2 separate regions of the Sus scrofa genome follow, and region 1 is linked to region 2. A link is a contact called in public HiChIP or PLAC-seq data. All regions are on one chromosome and are shown on one strand. Each heading gives the region's core, a stretch centred on a gene start, on an enhancer-like site or on the middle of the called end of the contact. The rest is flanking DNA. Distances are from core to core; before and after follow the strand shown. Region 1 holds the start of SHOC2 (leucine-rich repeat protein SHOC-2). Region 2 overlaps RBM20 (RNA-binding protein 20).

The links. HiChIP or PLAC-seq counts read pairs in DNA pulled down with a chosen protein or histone mark.
Region 1: a contact with region 2 is called in an H3K27ac HiChIP or PLAC-seq map of skeletal muscle. The contact joins the promoter of SHOC2 here to the enhancer-like site in region 2. A contact is called at or near these places in 2 of 5 promoter capture datasets (fetal liver and liver), 9 of 47 Hi-C or Micro-C datasets (blood, embryonic fibroblasts, liver and 2 more) and 2 of 2 datasets of contacts at active chromatin or transcription factors (alveolar macrophages and skeletal muscle).

The regions. Positions count from the first base shown.
Region 1 is chr14:121,346,228-121,349,810 of Sscrofa11.1, forward strand. It overlaps SHOC2 (leucine-rich repeat protein SHOC-2), which reads left to right and starts at 1,711. Exons shown (of 9, transcript XM_005671457.3): 1 at 1,711-2,129. It overlaps BBIP1 (BBSome-interacting protein 1), which reads right to left and starts at 2,115. Exons shown (of 4, transcript XM_013983731.2): 1 at 1,977-2,115.
Region 2 is chr14:121,166,562-121,169,988 of Sscrofa11.1, forward strand. The region is part of intron 1 of RBM20 (RNA-binding protein 20); the gene reads left to right. Among named protein-coding and RNA genes, the nearest start is that of PDCD4, 100 kb to the right of the region's middle. Within about 2 kb of position 1,925, at least 13 of the 83 cell types and tissues checked have an H3K27ac peak or open chromatin away from gene starts, as enhancers often do. A contact at or near this core is called in embryonic fibroblasts and skeletal muscle, where this site is marked.

The DNA.
Region 1 (3,583 bases), core at 461-2,960, 180 kb after region 2:
ATAACATCAAGATTCATCTGTATTTGAATTGCAGGGCCCACACATCTTTCATCAACCATCCTTGGGATGCCAGAAGTTGAAACTCATGAAACTGCTGACATCAGTACACTTTGCTGTAGATTACATTGCATCAGCGTCAAGTGTAGGCAAAGTAGCAGCAAAACTTTATTAAAGGTAGCCAGTCTATGTTGTCAGTGCAGGACACTAACGTACTCTACAAAGACAGGAAGATTAAACTCTTCTCTGTAGGACATCATAGAAGGGTGGTGTGCTGAGAAGTGGGATGGATTTAATGAGCAACTCATGGCATGGTAAATGTAGCTGCAGTTAGTCATGATTGGTAAAGTATAAATACTTTTAAGTAGTCTTGCAAAAAGTGTTAAACTGAATCTAATCATGCTTCCAGACCTACTTCTGATTTGTGAAAAATAAGAGGAGACATTCAAAAAGACCCCTGGCCTGAACTTTTCAAAATGACAATTTTACAAGGTAAAAAGAGATGGCGGAATGGTTCTAGATTAAGGCTAAAGAGTTATAATACCCTGGAGTTCCCGTCGTGGCTCAGTGGTTAACGAATCCGACTAGGAACCATGAGGTTGTGGGTTCGGTCCTTGGCCTTGCTCAGTGGGTTAAGGATCGGGTGTTGCCGTGAGCTGTGGTGTAGGTTGCAGATGTGGCTCAGATCCTGCGTTGCTGTGGCTCTGGCGTAGGCCGGCGGCTGCAGCTCCAATTAGACCCCTAGCCTGGGAACCCCCATATGCCACCGGAGCGGCCCAAGAAATGGCAAGAAGACAAAAAAAAAAAAAAAAAGTTATAATACCCAAATACAATATATAAACCATGACTGGACCCTGATATTTTTTGCAAGGAGGAGGTATAAAAGACATTCTTTGGTCAATGGGAAAATACAGATATATACACACTGGATTTTAAAGACTGAAGACTTATTAATCATAATGATATTTTGTTTTTGCAAGAAAACTTTATAATTCTTAGAAAATAAATACATGTTTAGGGATGCCTGCTTAACAACAGGTGTCTGCAACCTATTTCCCAATGGCTCAATAACAAAGTGTGTGAAAAGGGATAAAGTAAATATGGCACAATGTTAACAACTGTTGGATCTAGGCGAAAGGTATATGAATGTTTATCGTATTCTTTAAAAAAAATTTTTTTTTTTTTTGTCTTTTTGGGCCACAGCGGAGGCATATGGAAGTTCCCAGGCTAGGGGTCCAAACAGAACTGTAGCCGCCAGCCTACACCAGAGCCACAGCAAAATTGGATCTGAGCCAACTTGATATTACCAAGATGACTGACAATTGTCGACTCAAATCTACAGAAGGAACTACGATAATGTGTGATAACTCTTGTAAAAAAACCATATAAAATAATACATTTCATGAATATTCACAAACATTAAGTTGTTTAATAAACCATAGACATGCACAATGTGGACAGTATACTTTCATCCAGAACTGCAGTCAATGCTTACAAACCCCGAGAAGAGGAGAAACGAAGAAAAGGTTGAAAATTTCAGAATATGCAGACAGGAAGTGGGGAAATAAGGCTTCGAGATGTTGTCACAGTGGTAGGGTGACCATCTTTTTCCTTTATAGCTGGGGATGGAAAATGATTTCCTCAAGCTCCAGAATTCTCCGACCTTAAAGGTCAGAGGGTGAAAGTGCTTAACAGAACTTGCTGGGGCGTGGTCAGGAGATCCACTTTGCTGGAGTTAGGGGCCCCTCCCGTCCCAGCTGGCTGCAGCGGGGCGAGGGAAGCCGGTAGAGCGGCCTCACCCCACAGGGAGCCTCAGAGGGGCGGAGGGAGGGCGGGCCGCCATCGGACCAGCCCGGAAAGAAAACCTATTTCCAGCGGAAGAGGCTTTGAGCCCGGCTCGCCTCCTCAGCGCTCCGTTTCCCAGGGGCCGTCGGGCCCGCACGGGCCTGACCCACGGTTGGAGACCAAGGGACACTCACCTCACTTTGCGACTCCTGTCGGAATGGGTACTCCCTGGGGAAAGGGGGGCGCAAGCTATTCCCATGCTTCCGCCATGACCCCTTTCAGAAGTGTCAAACGCAACTTCCGGGCAGGACAGGGATTTTCGGCGCCGTAAACTCTTGTCCACCTAGGTAAGTGACCAGATGTCCCAGCAAAATAAGGGCCAGAAAAGCCGCTTCCTCTATCCCCCCAATCTTGGAAAGTAGTCTGGAGTATGAATTAACTTGTTTAATATGGGATGTCTGGTTACCTTCGGTACTTTTTGGGGCCTACTTACAGATGCGTGTCTTCCCTGACGGCTCAACTGTTGCCCAGGGCAACTATAAGATTGGGCGAAGGGAAAATTACGTCACACAGGAGACCGGAGGCGAGGAAACTTCCGTTGCCATTATCAGATATGGCTGCCTTAGCGTCAACAGTAACTTCCGTTGAGAGTTGTCTCTCTACCCTGCTGGAGGGTCTCTCGGTGACCCAGCTAGCCAGCGGCGCCCAGTGGGCGGGAGAAAGGGCATAGAAGAGCTGAGGAAAGGAAAAGGGCGGGGAGAGTAAGAGAGAGAGAGAGAGAGGGAGAGAGAAAGAGAAGCTGGAGCTAATGCCTCACTCTGATTGGGTAGCGTCGCTGGCGACAGTACCTCACTCTGATTGGGCAGCTTCTGTTGCCCTGGCCCCGCCTGTTTTTCTTCCCCAGCGATTGACCGGCCTGCGCCGGAGGGGTGGGGCGGGGCGGTAGCAACGAGTGTGTGTGGAGGGGCGGGCGGGGCGGGGCGGGGCGAGTGGGGGAGGGGCGGGCGGGGGGCGGCGGTTGGGCAGCGTCGCTTCCAAGGAGGAGGAGGAAGGGCGAGCTAGGAGGATGGCGGAGTCGGGGCTCCTGACGGTAACCAGGGGCCGCTGAGGCGGGAGGGTGCTTGTTGGCCGGTTCTTCCTGCCTTCCTTCCTGCCGGTCGGGCGGGCTGTCGGTAGGGGGAAGCCCCGCGCGTCCTGACAGGCGCTAGCTGGCGGGGCCGGGGCGAGGCCCGAGGGGCCGGGGCCCTGGGAGGCGCCGCCGCCGCCGCCGCTTTCCTGGGTGCTGTCGCCGGGAGGGCCGGGCCCACGGAGCCGTCTCTCGTACGGGCCCGTAGCCTCTCGCCGAGAGCGAGCCGGCCAGCTGACAGCGTCCGGGGCCGGGCCTGCGGTTGCCGCAGGCGGCCGGGGACAGCGCCCGAGAGAGGACTAACTGGCTCTAGAGCCGGGGCCGGGGGCGCCCAGAGGACGGTCCTGCTCCGCTCGGCTCCCTGGGTCCCCGGGCCCAGGCTGCGGGGCGCCCCGTGGGCGTATGAAACGTTGGCTGGGGCCCCGACGCAGCGGTAGTGGTGCGGGTGGAGTCTTTCCTCGCCCGCTCCCCAAAGCCCACCGCGCTCTCGGGTTCTCGTCTCCTCTCTCTGAAGAGTGGTGAGTCGACTTTGGGTGTGTTGCTTGGTGAAGCGAGTTGTAGGTCCAAGACTGCTCTGTTGGACCTGCCTAATGCCAACCTCTTTCCGCGGCAGCTTTTAGGGATAGAGGAAAAGTACTCTCCTCCCCGCCCCCCCCACCCCCCACCCCCAGCTCT
Region 2 (3,427 bases), core at 675-3,174:
ACAAAAAGAATCATGTCACCTCTGCTGTGATGGCCTTTACCTATCTTTAATGGCGAGCTAGAGTTGCACCAGGATGAAAGGTTGTCTAAGACCCCAGTACTGCACTGGGGTCAGGGAGAGGCAGGCAGAGAATGAATGGATGGCATGAAATAATCTGATCATCTGCTCAGTTGCAAAGCCTTTCTAGCCCACAGCACCCCACGTGGCAAATCTTGAGGCTGTTTGCTGTTATTCTTTCCTTGTTTTTCCGGTGCTGTGCTCCATATCACAGGCTGTGATCCCTGCAGGCAGCATTTTCTTGGCTTCTGCTGCTGGCTTTGACCAGTGCCCGGCACTGGTAGGAGATTGGAGGGTGGAGGAAGGGAGATACCAGGGAATTTCTGCCCCTCCTTCTCTGTGGCTGGTGACATCTTTGGCAGTGACTGACTATCTTCCAGGCCTCTACCTACCCGCTCCCGTCTCATGGACTTTTGTCTGCCTTCTCACCTGTATAGCAAATTCTCTGACACTATAAATCAACTATAAAGGAAAAAATAAAAATCATAAAAAATGTCCTGGATTACTTTCTCGTAGTTCTAAATACTTGGAGTGGTTTCTCTTTTCCTAATTGGGTCCTGACTAATATATCCATCCTACCACCCCTACTGCTAACACCAAGGGAGTTACTCCTCTGTTCTAACCTAACATAATTCCACAGTGTTGTTATGATGCATTTGCCCATGAGTCTTCTCCAGTAGCCGTGACCTTCTTAAGGGTAGGCATCATGTCTAATTCACTGCCAAGTATTTAGTGCCTCCCTAGTAGCTATTACTGGTGACACGTTCAGTTAATGTATGATGAATGAATGAATGAATGAATGATAACACATGGCAGGGTCTGAAAATGCATAAGAAAAGCAAAGTATGCAACATTCAAAATTTGTATCATGGTTAGGACTTATCACATGGAAATATTGATGTATGATGCCTTTCTCAATTTAAAATAGTAGTATTAAATCTTAAAGTTATGGTTCAGAATACATATTTTTAAAACAGGAATTTGAGGTATTCCCTTGTGGCTCAGTGGGTTAAGGATCCAGCATTGTCAACAGCAGCGGCTCAGGTCACTGCTGTGGCGTGGGTTTGATCCCTGGCCTAAGAACTTCCACATGCCTCGGGTGTAGCCAAAAAATACCACATAAATTTGAGGGTGTGTGTTAGTTATCTACTACTGTTTTACAGGCATCTCTGAATTTGGTGGCTTAAAACAACAATTTAGTGTTTCTTATGATTGAGTTGGCTTCAGCCAGTCTTGCCTGGGCACATTCATCACCACACCAGGTAGTGGTTCAGCTGGGACTGCCTGGTCTTGGATGGCCTCACTGATGCACCTAGGGCCTTAGAAGAAATGGCTTAGACAGCTGATCCTCTGTCTCTTTGTGTGGAGTCCCATCCTCAAGGAGGCTAGCCTTGGCTTGTTCTAAAGGCTAGTCCGGGCTTGTTTAAAAAGTGGCAGTGTTCCAGCAGGGGAAAGTGGGAAGCTCTGAGGCCTCTTGAAGCAGAGGCTTGAAAGTTAAACAGCATCACTTCCTGTGCATCATGTTCCAAAGCAAATCACCAGCCCAGCCCAGATTCAAGAGATAGACTCCACCTCTTCATGGAAAGGCTTCAAAGAAATTTGTGGTCATAGTTAATCTACAGCAGAGTCATAATTTTCATTACAAAACATTCCTTATTAGAATATTCAGTGCCTTAAGGAGAGCTTCCCTTGTAAAAATTGAGTATGTAACTAACTGATGGTCCACAAAGAACTAATTATCACTGATTTTCTTAGTTCTTTGACCACCAGATGGCAGCATTGCTAAGTCAACCTGGAGTAGTTCAAGGTCAGCACCAAATTCCACCTGGACATGCCCTTAAAGCTGAGGGACTCCTGTGATATTGCATGGGTGGATCAGGGCTGGGCGGCTGATCACAGAGGAGGCCTGGTTTGAGGACCCTCATGGGCGATGGCTTCCCCCTCTGGAAAAGAAAACACCACCAGCTCTTTGTTATTCTTATAGAACTGCTATGGGAACAAAGGTCCATGAAGCCTTTCACCCCCTGGATGGGAGATTCTACAAATGTAAACACATGAATTACTGCAAATATCATTTGATTACAATGGACCCAACAGGAAGAAATATTGTAATAAAGTAATGTTTGCATACTCATGTGCTCCCTATCAAAATTGCATTGTGTTGATTTCATTACAGTTTGGCAAACTGTTCTGTACCAGTGCTTTCTCTCTCCTCCACCATTTTAGTTTGTAAACTTAAAAGCAACAGTGTATGCACAAACTGATGACATCTGATTGAGATCGGTAGCCTAGCTCAGAGTTCTGTGCCAATGTCAGGTCCTGGTTTTGAGAATGTAAGATAGTTACATAAGATGTTGCCATTGGGGGAAGCTGAGTAATAGGGACATAGACCTCTCTGTGCTATTTTTGCAACTTCTTGTGAGTCTATAATTATTTCAGAATAGAAAGTGAAAAAAGAATCCTCTCTATAAATAACCTCCACCTGCTTGTGTATTACTGGTATTTGCATTATTGTTTGAGAAAAGAGAGTTGAGCCTTAATTTAAAAATAATTTTTGTTGTTGTTCTGCCAGAGTAGCATCTTTTCCTCCCCCCTCAGATCCACCAGCCACTTCTGCAGTGCCCCAGGCCAATTCAGAGCACCTGCTAGACCAGCTGACCAGCTGTGCAGAGGAGCTGGAGCCAGGGACATGGAGGTGCCGTCACCTCCCTTCTTCCCTTCTGGACTCAGGTCGTGGTCTAGATGCCTCCTCCATTCAGGACTCTGCCTTTTCCTAAGCACTTTCTGGTTTAGAGTAATAATAGTATCTTAAAATACTCCTCCAAGGCTTCCAGGAAGGCACTTTTAGTCCCATTTTGTGGATAAAACTAACTCCAACGGGTGAAGGGCAAGCCTGAGATCCTAAGTAAGAGATACACCCAAGGTTAACATGTGGGCCTTGACCTTTTACCTAGGTTTTCCTTGCCAATTCCTAAATAGAGTAAAAAGAGAAAAAACAAAACAAAACAAAACCTTTTCAAGTGAAGTAATAAAACTCATTTTGAAGTTTCTGTGTTTAAACACTAAGCCATTATTTCATATGTTTTTATTTATTGGCTTGCTCTATAAAAATGCAACCTCTGATGTTCACACAGTGTTTGAAGTAGAGAAATGAAACTTTCTCTTATGAATAACTGGAGAAAGTGGTGTTAACCCCCCCACCACCAATAAGAAAACAATAGGTAGCCATGGGCTTAGTTGGTCTGTGGCAAAAAGACACTTCCTGAAATTGAACCATTGGCAAAAGGAGACTGTGATATTTTGCTGACCAAAGATCGTGGGAACTTTTCTATTAAAATGCAATTCAAAACTTTGAAAAATATGAATAGTA